Regions from separate parts of the Bombyx mori genome. Here region 2 is linked to region 1. A link is a contact called in public Hi-C data. All regions are on one chromosome and are shown on one strand. Each heading gives the region's core, a stretch centred on a gene start, on an enhancer-like site or on the middle of the called end of the contact. The rest is flanking DNA. Distances are from core to core; before and after follow the strand shown.

Region 1 (5,833 bases), core at 911-3,410:
AAAATAGACATGCCTATGATGTGCATTTAATTTTTCGTTCTGCAGTTAAAGTTGTGAAGGCATTTTTATTGTATGCGTTGTGGCATGTTGGCTTTTGGAATGGAAATAAAAAATTATAATATAATGTCAGTTTTATTTAAAAAATATTCCTACAATCGTGAACCCTCTTTTCTGTAAGATAAGATTTTTTTTTTTTTTAAGTCAATACACATAGCAACAATCTATAATATAGCAAAGATGGACAGGGTGCTGCCATCATTAATATTACGTTACCGTTACTGGTGGGAGGACCTCTTGTGAGTCCGCGCGAGTGAGTACCACCGCCCTGCCTATTTCTGCCGTGAAGCAGTAATGCGTTTCGGTTTGAAGGGTAGGGCAGCCGTTGTAACTATACTGAGACCTTAGAACTTATATCTCAAGGTGGGTGGCCCATTTACGATGTCTATGGGCTCCAGTAACCACTTAACACCAGGTGGGCTATGAGCCCGTCCACCCATCTAAGCAATAAAAAAAAAAACGTCACCGAGGCCCTGAATTGCCATGCTTTAAGACATCTTTTTTTGCATGGAAACTAGCGACATCTTGTAGCGGATGCCTCTAAACTTATCGTTGTTAAAGTTAAGGTAATTAATTACCGGTAAAATGGGGCGATTAGGGATTGAGAGGCGAATCGGGAAAAAACCGGGAAAATCTTTCGACGCTCAATATATGTTTTATATTCGTTGCAAAATCTTCCATTTTTTGTAGTTTAATAGTAGAATGTTGAAAGTTCACAAAACAACTCTGAATATGCATGATAATAGCTGCTAACTTATAAAAAATCGCGTTTCAAATTAACTTCCTGTGGTGGTAATTATTTTAGTGCTAGAAACTTTGCTCTCTATTTGCTATTTGATATTAATAGAAGACGACTATGATTTATAAACGTTATTTAGTGTTTGAACCAGCATATATATTAAAGGTAAGTCTCAGTTGTTATTGGTTTTAATGTATTTGATTAAATAAAAATACATGTAAAAATCTGTTGTTTTTGAGGATATTGGGGACGTCTTAGGTATAAATAACAACGAAAAAGGGGTCAATTGGGATGAGAATACGTGATATGGAAACGACCTAAGTATAAATAGGTACAGGTTTGTAGGGTTGTCTATGTAGTTATAACAATATTTTTTAAATTTGTTGGTAAAAATTTGGTTTATTCGAAGCGAAATTGGGAATAAGTCTTTAGTTGAAATAGATAATCAATTTAATATAAGTAAGTCGATTTTGCAGAGACATGTAACAAGAAAATATTTTATATTTGTTCAGAGTGGGGGTATTCATCTGATTAATCCATGGAATAACCGACACACCTAATCTATTAACCCAGATAGAAAAATCAGCCCCTAAGTACTTACCAAGAACGGAGAAATATAAACCGTTTCTAAGAAAGCCCACTATATATGTATAAATAAGTGTATATATATATATATATATATATATTGTTGTTAATGCACTGTCGATTGCACCTATAATTGAGGTGATGTTTGCCATGTACTTTTGTCAGTTTTTCAATTTTTTTTATTGATGATCACTTTGTTGGTGCAACTAAATAAATAAATAAATTAAAACTATATATAAAAATAAAAGTAGTGCCAACCCTAGCAAATTTCTCATTTCGTCCCAATTAACCGCAATTTTCGGGTAAATAGGGATTACACCTATTTTTGCATTTTTTGCTTAAACTGGAATGTTAGTTGCATAATTTTAAATTAGACAACAAAGATGCCCCCAAGACTCAATCATTTTGATCCTGATATAGCATTATATACATCAACAACTACCTTAAAATTGGTCATAAAGTTGGAATTTGTCCCTAATCGCCCCATTTTACGGTACTGTATAGCCGACTTAACCTATTAGGTGTATGGCTCTAATAAAGAATAAAAAAAAAATTACTGTCTAAACACAGTAAATAAAAAAATTAATAAATCATACAAGTCTTTAGTTGTTATAGACATTGATTAAATTTTATCAATCTTTAGTTTCTGAATATTTACAAAATGCTTAATTAAAAAATATATATAGGATAGGTAATATGTTACTGCCATCTACAGGAGCAATGAGAAACTCATCGAAGCGAAACCATCTAGTGGCCGACGCCTGTAAACATTTTTGCTGAGTGCTTGATTTGCTTATCTTTAACTAATTTATGTGTATTATCTATGGACATCACTGTTGCTAGGTACGGTACCGTACCGTACGTTCTTCCCGAAAGCCATTGGCGTCCTTCTTTTTCTAAAAGGCAATCCTCTTCTTGCGATGCCATTGTTGCCGGTGTCAACTTTTTTTAAATAAATAAAGGTTATTAAATTCAATTTGAGAAAATGGAGCGGAATAAGGTGAAATCGATTTATTGAAATATTAATTGAATAAAACAGCATGAGATTTTCATTTATGAAAGGATGTCCTTTTTTGGTCAGGAGGAAATCACCGGACTTCCGCCCTCCACTGGGGATGGAAGGCGGAGCATGTCAGAGTCGAACCAACAAAACCTCCAGTCGCTCAACAACCCACGACCGAATATCGCATGAGACAGAACTCATGAAAAGACAAAAAGTGGGGGGAAAGTGAAGTGTTTAGTACGAAGCACATCTCTCCCATCACCCTCCCCCTCGGGACACCGGACCGGCGATCATCGGCGCCACGACCAGCCCTCTCGGTCGGCAGGCTATCCGAAGCCCGCGAAAGAATGTCCTAGCAAAATGGTGGGAATTTACTGAGACTTAGTGGACTTTCTGGAAGAAACTGCGAAGCAACGTCTAGTGACTTACTTTTTTGCCCACACTTGTCCACTATCGCAGGTGCTAAATGGTTAATAATTCATTATTATTACACGTTTCATCTGAAGAAACAATAAATTAAGAATATAATACGATTCAAACAACTTTTCTCCTGGCGTTCCGGCCAAAAAATCATGTCCTTCTTCAAACTAGGATTATAACGAGCTTTCAGCAAAGGTCAGCAGTTTGGTTGTGCCTCTGGCATTGCTGATATCCATTAGTGACGGAGAATATTGATCATGTAGGTTAATTATTATTGCTCACATCTACTAAAATAAAAAGAATATTTAAGAACATAAAATCTAGTTAAATTAGTTAAAATTGATTGATAAATTAATTTCTAATACTTTAGTAGATGGGCAAAAAGTTGAAGCATCTATTAAACTAGAGCAACTAGCTTTTAATTCTACCATTGAGGCATGGAGGATGGTAAGGAGTACCAACTCAGTCTATTAAAAAGTTTCCGCTGAAAGGCAGCCTGCTTCACTCTGTATATAACTGCTCTATTTATATTAGTTCCACTTCTATTTATATTAGTTCTGCTCTATTTATATTAGTTCACTAGGAAGTGATAGTAATTGTTTTTATGATCGATCAATCACCAATAGTCCTCGAACAAACGATAATTGATCAAAATTAATTAATCTAAGCGATAAAAATAAAGATATCTAGTAAGGAGGGGCAACTTAAGGGTGATCATTTGTTTAAATAATTATAAATAAACAAAAGACGAACAAACAATTTTTATATTCGAACATTAACGAACAAACAACGAACAAATTAAAAATAAAAAAAAATCCGAAAAAAAGAGGGGCTAAATTCACTGAGCCTATTAACTGTAATATCTAAGCCACGGTGTACATAAATTATATTGCCATAATAAAAAAGAAGATTAAGAACTCTTTATGGAGGGTAGAGGTAAGGAGAACCGTCTCTGTGTGAAAAAGTGTCCGTTCAAATCATAGACCTATATAGTAGGGACACGACATATTGTTCTATACGTACAATTGCTTATATAAATAGCACTCATTTTGAAGGCACACACATAAACATATATCTATCTCGTTCTTACTCAGCACTTTAACTCGCAGGAAAACAATATAACAGTATTTCAGTGCGTACATAAAATGAAACATGAATATACGTAAATGTCTCCGTCTCCGTCTAATGAGGCCGAAAATCCGCCATGTTTAGCGCGCCAAATGTCATTGTCACGTCAGTTCGGCCGTCTGTTTTGGGTTGTACATTATTTATTGACTTCGATATCGATTTAATATGATTGCTTAAATAAAATTTCTTATTTTATCATGCTTAAAACATACAAAAATAATAATTAAAACATATTTTATAGGATCTCAAGAAAGTCGATGCCCCAAAACTATTATCTATATATATTTAAATTCATTATGGAACCCTCATCCGAAAAATCAGACACCATTTTTCGGTCGCAATCTATTGATCATGACACTAATCATAAATACCTCTTTAAAATATGTCATCAAAACATATTTAGACATTCTGTTTAGATATTTCAGGAAAAAGGCTACCGACAAAATCTCTTCGGAACTATTTAAATAAAATAGTTTTATTCCGCAGTGAGTAAAACACTATTGTAAATTCGTTAAATATTTAATAATTAAGTGATTTTAGAGAGGAAGTCACAAGGAATGAAGTTTTTAATAATGAATAAATGTTCTGTATGTGTTTTTTTTTTATCACGCGGTCCCTTGATAAGTTTAAAATTTGAATCACTCTCAAGTGAAAGTGATTCAAATGGTGCGGCGCACCTTCCTTGGGGTGCGCTGCGGTAGTGTGTTACGGACTTTAGAGTCAGCAAAACAATTAAAATAGATTGTAATAGTCTAAGAAAAACACGTACTCAAAATACGATAACATTTAGCATGCTAGAAATGGGTAGATGGCTTTGAACTACGCCATATCTATAAGTTTTGCGACAAACAACAACTTTATAAAATCAGTGTAGCAACTTTTAAAAATCATCATATCATTTACTTGGCAAATTCGAAGGACGAACTTGTCTTAGATTTCACCCATCTAAATCATATCATATTTGCACATAACAATATACCTACTTACTTCCCATTAAAGTATAAATTCTACAAATAAATAATACTCAACAATATTTAAAATAAAATGAGCCAAGAACGTTTATCGATAAAACCTGATAACATTGAAATCTTTTGTACAGCACTAAAACCGCCATGTTTTGTGGCCAGATGACGTCACAGTGGCACGAATTTTTGGTTGACGTTTCGTTTCCATAAGTTTCCTACTTCAGTGGTTCAAATATAAATCTGCTAAATAAGGGCGGCGCTACCGGGTAAATTAAAAAAAAAGCGATAATAGTTATTAGAATAAGATAGAGAAATAAAAAAGGAGGAAAGAACTGTAAGCACTACAAAATCACAAAAAGTATATTATTTAAAGCTGATAAGAAAATGCAATCAATGTCTCCACGTTTTACCACAGTAAAAGTTTTAGGTTATATTGACGAAATTAGTTTTGACTACGTAAACATGTGAGGTTTTGTATATTACACTGTCACTAACTACTCTAGTCATTAAATATACTTATATTTCCTAACTCAGCATACTTCAATCAGTTAACAACTGCTCAATTCATATCATACCCTGTGCCTATGCCAGCGCCATTCTGGAGGATTTTTAACTGTTACTTGGTGCTGAAAGTGGGACACTTTTTCAAGCCTCTCCCATATGACACGGTTCTCCTTACCTCTACCCTCCACAAATCTATCTACAGAATGGAATCGTTAGAGGTAATCTTGAATATTATATCTATGGACGTAAGTTTCACAAACTTCAAGATGTCTAATTAACGTTTTACAAACATACCAAGGACATCGGTCCATAATACTCTTAATCTGTTCATTCAATTACGACGTATTTCATCAGATATTAACCAACCATATATCGTTTCTCTGTATTCATTTAAGAATGAATATGAATCCGTGAGTAAACTAGTAGCTTATT
Region 2 (5,833 bases), core at 2,290-4,789, 39 kb before region 1:
GCTCCGCCGCCACAACGCACCGCAAAATTCCAGGAGGGAGAGGCTGGTCAAGTCTCTGTCGTTCTGCGGAAGGCTCAGCCCTGAAATAGAAGATAAAAATGAGAGGAGCGCCGCGAGTGACCCGGCTACAAGAAAGAGCAGGTCGGTTGTTTATTGTTGTTTAAGGGATTTACTGGTAGTAGGACCTCTTGTGAGTCCGCACGGGTAGGTACCACCACCCCGCCTGTTCCTGCCGTGTGAAGCAATAATGCGTTTCGGTTTGAAGGGTGGGGCAGCCGTTATAACTATACTGAGACCTTAAAGTTCATATCTTAAGGAAGGTGGCGGTATTTACGTTGTAGATGTCTGTGGGCTCTGGTAACCAATTAACACCAAGTTGGCTGTGATATATCCAGTAAATAAAAAAGTGTAATTCCAAGTAAACGGTTCCGTATTATTTACGTGTGGTTTTGTCACATCACTGATTTTGTGCATATATAGCACTGGACGACAAGTGGATACTTATAGATGCGAGTATCATATCGTCAATACCGCCAACTTGAAGTCTCCAGTACAAATACCAATCGTTACACAACAATAGAGCAGTCCCTCTACCATTCAAACTGGTATGCATGATTGCTTTCTGACATGTACTTCTACCCCTACTCAGTTAAGTTTTTTTGTTTTCTTTTACCATGTAAGGATGAGGGGAATGTCGAAGTGACCTACCAACAAATATCTGTATTTCTCAAGAATAGCCCAGGATGTATATGTATGTGTAACAACCCTAAAACATGTTCTTAAAGGCGTTCGTAACATCGTTCACAGGTTCGACACGACCTCAACCTCGGGCAACGACAGCGACGAGGAACTGATAAAGCAACAGTTGGCAGCGATGGCGAACCTACGCAAGAGCATCGAGAAGACCCACATATCGACACGCGAAGACGGTGCCATCCCGGAGCAGAACGAACAAAACGATCCAGAAAACACGTCCAAACCCGAATTCAAACTCGGGCCGGCCGGCGGAACGGTTCGACCGAGGTTAGCGAGGAGCTTGGAAAGGGAACGGAACTTCTTGGCGCTAAGCCTCGGCGATCCGAACCAGCTCTGGGATCTGAGTTTGGACAAAGATTCGGACGTGGACAAAAGCGTGACGGCTGGCACAGAAGAGCACAGCTCGTTCTCGGAACAAGCCTGGGACTTTTATCAAGTGAGTCTAGGCTCTTAAGTCCATTTTTTTTTATTGCTTAGATGGGTGGACGAGCTCACAGCCCACCTGGTGTTAAGTGGTTACTGGAGACCATAGACATTTACAACGTAAATGCGCCACCCACCTTGAGATACAAGTTCTAAGGTCTCAGTATAATTACAACGGCTGCCCCGCCCTTCAAACCGAAACGGTGGTGATACCTACCCGTGCGGACTAGAGAAAGGTCCTACCACCAGTAATTACGCAAATTATAATTTTGCGGGCTTCAGTTTTATTATATCATGTTATTCCTTCACCGTGGAAGTCAATCGTGAACATTTCTTAAGTACGTATTTCATTAGAAAAATTGGTACCCGCCTGCGGGATTCGAACACTTATGCATCGCTAAATACGAATACACTGGACGTCTTATCCTTTAGGCCACGACGACTTCAATAATATCAAATCCATAATGTGAATTTAGTTCGCCTATTTCTGCCGCAAAACAGTCTAGCGTTATCGTTTGAAAGGTACGCCAGTCGTTGGCGCGTACTTGGACTTTGTGTCTTAAGGTGGGCGCCGGAATTCGCATTGAAATGTCTATAATAAGCTCCAATCACTTACACACCAGATGAGCTAAGGGCTTGTTGGTCCATCTATACAAAATAATAAGGATTATCTTTGCGATTTGAACATCTGTGCTGCAATTTTCAATTACCGAACTCCAATAATTTTTAAACTTATTATTATATTCGTCTGAATCATTTTCGATGCTTGACAGCGATAATGCATACAACGATACGCTCATAAAGTAATTCTTAAATAATTGATTTCTTTTCACTCCGTCGTAACTTTCATGTTATTGTCCGCAGGAAAAATACAACTCTGAACCTTACTCCGAAGCCCCAGATTCTGACGCCGCACGTCGGTTGCTCGAGTTCGGTGACGACTACCGAGCTTTCTTGGATTCACAGTCGGACTGCTGCTCTAGCTTGTCCGCACAACCAGAACACGATCAGAGCCCCAGTGGTACTCGAAGAAGGCGACCTCCCTCCGAAATGTCCAGGGAGAGAAGCTTACCGCGTCACAAGCGTCCCACGAGAACCTCCCCGGTCGAAACGCCTTCTAGAAAGCCCAAAAAGTCGATGTCCAGCGCTGAACGCAAAAAAACATTACTCGACAGCCTAGAGAGATCGAGGAACAACACTAGTCTAGAGAGCAACGACGGAGTCCGGCGCCGGAAGCCATCGGACATGGAACGGAAGAAACACTCACCAGAATTCGACTTGCTCAACGTGCAGGCTCTCGGCCGCCGACGTCACAGCTCCAACATGACCAGCGACGAGGTGAACAGCTCGCTCGAGTACACCGAAGTGAATAACAGACCGGACATTCTGGACTCGCTGAACCGACGTCGCAGGACCGAGAAAGACGGGGAGGCGGAGTTGCAAAAGGTCGCGCTTTCTGAACTGAGGCGGCGATCCACAGAGAGCATTGATTCTGAGGACGAGACGTCGAGTCCCAAGAAGCACAGCCGAAGGACGTGGACGGACGAATCGGAGTCGGAGGCGGAGGAAGTGAGGTCCCTGGTGCGGCGCTCGAGCTCGGCGCTGGACGCCGCCGAGGCGCTGCTGGAGCGGCACGAGGCCTCGCCCGACCTGCTGCGCGCCTTCGACTACGTAAGGCCCCCATTCGATACAGATTTCAGCACTAGCTATCCGGACTGCGAGGGGCGGCGCCCGGCGTGCTTCAGGGCGCGCCTGTGTCTGGCCGTAGCCGCCTTCTCGATCTTGATCATAGTTTACGTTCACTTGCAATGACATATCGTCCTTTCGCATTAAAAGTGTACAATTTTCAAAAATATTCGAAATTGAGTTAATGTGCGGTAGGCAGCGGCTTGGCTCTGCCCCTTGCATTGCTGAAGTCCATGGGCGACGGTAACCACTCACCATCAGGTGGGCCGTGTGCTCGTCTGCCTACAAGGGCAATAAAAAAAATATATCTACGTCAAAATTTGGTATCACCAGTATTTTTCTCATAAATACTGTCAAAAGAGCGTAGTCTAGTTTTTTTTTACTACTATTACTACTATTAAATAAATATACATAATTTTATCTTACTTTAAAAGACAGATAATGTAACTGGTAAAAAATTAAAAAATAATGTTGCAAAAATGATTAATATTCAAAATATCACAAAGGTTTAAACCTTTAAAACACTCTCCTGTAAAATTAGTAAGTTTTGGGATTATACAGTTTTAATGCGAGAAGACGATATGGGTTGGGCTTGTGTCGTAATAATTATTCTATGTGTAAGTATATGGATTAAACACGCTGCGATCGTCAGACACGCGGATGTTACTTACGTTGTAGGTGATTGAAAGTGGAGGGTCTGTGCGTCGTTTGTGTCAGCAAGCCTAGTCCGGTCGGTACCGATCGGAGATTGCCTATGACTTTTGTAAGCTCACACGTGCGAATGCGTCTACAAAAGTATTCAGAGAAGAGAGATGCATTCCCATGACCGTTGCTCAACTTATTGTGTACAAAATGTAAATTGTAGGCATTTATAAATATAGACTTAATAAAAGAATTAAGATTTAGTGTGACCATCGCAGCAAATACTAACTTTACAATTAACATTTTATTTCATCGCCATCACGGTCTTAAAGAGTGATAAAATAATTCACAAATTTCTATTTAATTTTATAATCAAACCGTTAACAGTTTCGTTCTTTAGAATATCCAAGTTCTGAATGATTGTTTTTTTTTTTTTTCATTTCACTAACCCCTTCGCTGTCGTGTGTTTGTGTGTTGTGTAGAATACTAACTGCCTGGATTTCTTTTTGTTACAATATCTTACGTCTCTGGTGGTGATAATTTGGTGCTAAATCAAACAAAGGTTAAGACTACTAATTTATAAAACAATAGTGTAAAGGTTACTGAACGCTTCAGTTAGGAATCATTCACAGTTACCTGTCTTATTAGTCGATTGAAAAAATGAAATGTCAAATTGACAGACGTCACATTTGACGATTTCGTTCGATACTAGAGAAGGATGAAAGCCCTAACTCTAAACTTTGGGAAAATAGTACTAATTTAAAATCGCCATTGCATTAATTAATTTCATAATAAAATTATTATTACATTAATATTAGTTGGGTGTGTACTTACCTCATAGGAATACAAAGCTCTTGTCATTCAGTGATATATAGTTGTAACGTTTATCTAGCTTTGTTAATTATTTACATTTGGTTGTAATTTGTAATTTTTTTGATAGAAAAACATATTTATTTTGTAACTACGTGAATCGACTGAACTCCGCAGTATCTCACTATAAGGCTTTCTTTATGTAATAAATAATGTTATGTTGAATAGGGACAGGTTGTTAATTGATTTTATTTTTTATAAAAGATAATGTTAACAGCGACCTTTGTATAACTTGTTTAAAAAAATAAATGTTTAAATTTTGAAAATTAAAATGGAGTTTCAGTCAATTAACACCCTACTCTCTCAACAAAGATACAATCACACGAAGCACAGATAATACAGAATTACTATTAGACATAAATAGTATGAACACGGGTTTTACGAAATTCAAAATATTTTAGTTTCTTTTTATTTCGGGCCTGTTCAATTTCTGCTTTTCTAATGTGTGTTTGGCTTAATGACGTTTGGCTTAACTTCCTTCCTTATTTAATAGGAATGTTGCATGGTCCTGTATTATGCTTAAAAATAGATTTTATTTGAAATTGGCAAAAGAAAACGTAGAAGAATAACGGAAGAGAAAGTGAATTTCAATGCAGATTTTTGCTCGAGATGTTGAATAGAGACGTTCTCGATTTCATAATTGTAATTTGTAGTTTTTAAACGATTTTTTTGTTTGCAACAACATTTTTTTTTCGTGTCACAGACGGAGGTCGTGACTCGTTGTCGCGAAAATATCAACTTACTGGAAGCGAGTTTGGCTGGTGGTTCCCTTTCTGCGACATTGCAGCGCGATGTTAGAGGTAAGTTAATAATATTACGAGTTACGAAACGAAAAATAATATTGACAAAAATAATTATCGTTCTAATGCCAAAAACATCTTCGTGGATTTTAAATAAAACGTTACACATTTGAGTTTAAATTCGTTTTACATATTGTGTTCTATTTTATTATTATTTTGGGTCTTTTTTTTCTTCAAACTCTTCGTAAGCGGCCAGCAATCTATACTAATATATAAATCTACAGTGGTTTTTACGGATGTTCCGTTATAACTACTAAATCATGCATACGATTGACTTGAAACTTGGTATCCATGTAGAAAATACACGTACTTAATGGATAGGCTAATATTTATGTGAGTGTTGGACTCCCTACACCAGGTGTGGGGGTGAGATATCATAGTGTTAATTTTAAATGCCTAGCGAAGCGGACGGGTACAGCTAGTAATAAATAAAGTTAAGTTAATTAAGTAACATATTTATCTAATTCGAAATAAAATTCGGTTCATATTCGCGCAATATTTTGTTTCATGCAAAAGAAGTAACGAATCGAGAGATCTGATGCAAATTGCGGTTTCTTACTCATGTTTCGACCGGTTCTGGAAAGCCTTGCAATTTACGGATGGACGCCACATTGAAACAGAACACGTAGTGCTATTTTTATAGTAAACTAGCTGAC

Evidence for each region. A called contact is a pair of places that touch in the nucleus more often than the background predicts.
Region 2: a contact with region 1 is called in a Hi-C map of posterior silk gland, with 1.8 times the contacts expected there. The contact joins two enhancer-like sites. A contact is called at or near these places in 3 of 7 Hi-C or Micro-C datasets (middle silk gland, posterior silk gland and whole pupa).

The regions. Positions count from the first base shown.
Region 1 is chr7:4,974,543-4,980,375 of ASM3026992v2, reverse strand. LOC101740250 (klarsicht protein) reads left to right here. Exons shown (of 25, transcript XM_062669363.1): 25 at 1-124. Among protein-coding and RNA genes, the nearest start is that of Sfrs6, 3.7 kb to the right of the region's middle. Within about 2 kb of position 2,160, at least 2 of the 8 cell types and tissues checked have open chromatin away from gene starts, as enhancers often do.
Region 2 is chr7:5,014,972-5,020,804 of ASM3026992v2, reverse strand. It overlaps LOC101740250 (klarsicht protein), which reads left to right. Exons shown (of 25, transcript XM_062669363.1): 16 at 1-141; 17 at 808-1,192; 18 at 2,044-2,850; 19 at 5,081-5,177. Among protein-coding and RNA genes, the nearest start is that of LOC110386098, 8.4 kb to the right of the region's middle. Within about 2 kb of position 3,539, at least 3 of the 8 cell types and tissues checked have open chromatin away from gene starts, as enhancers often do.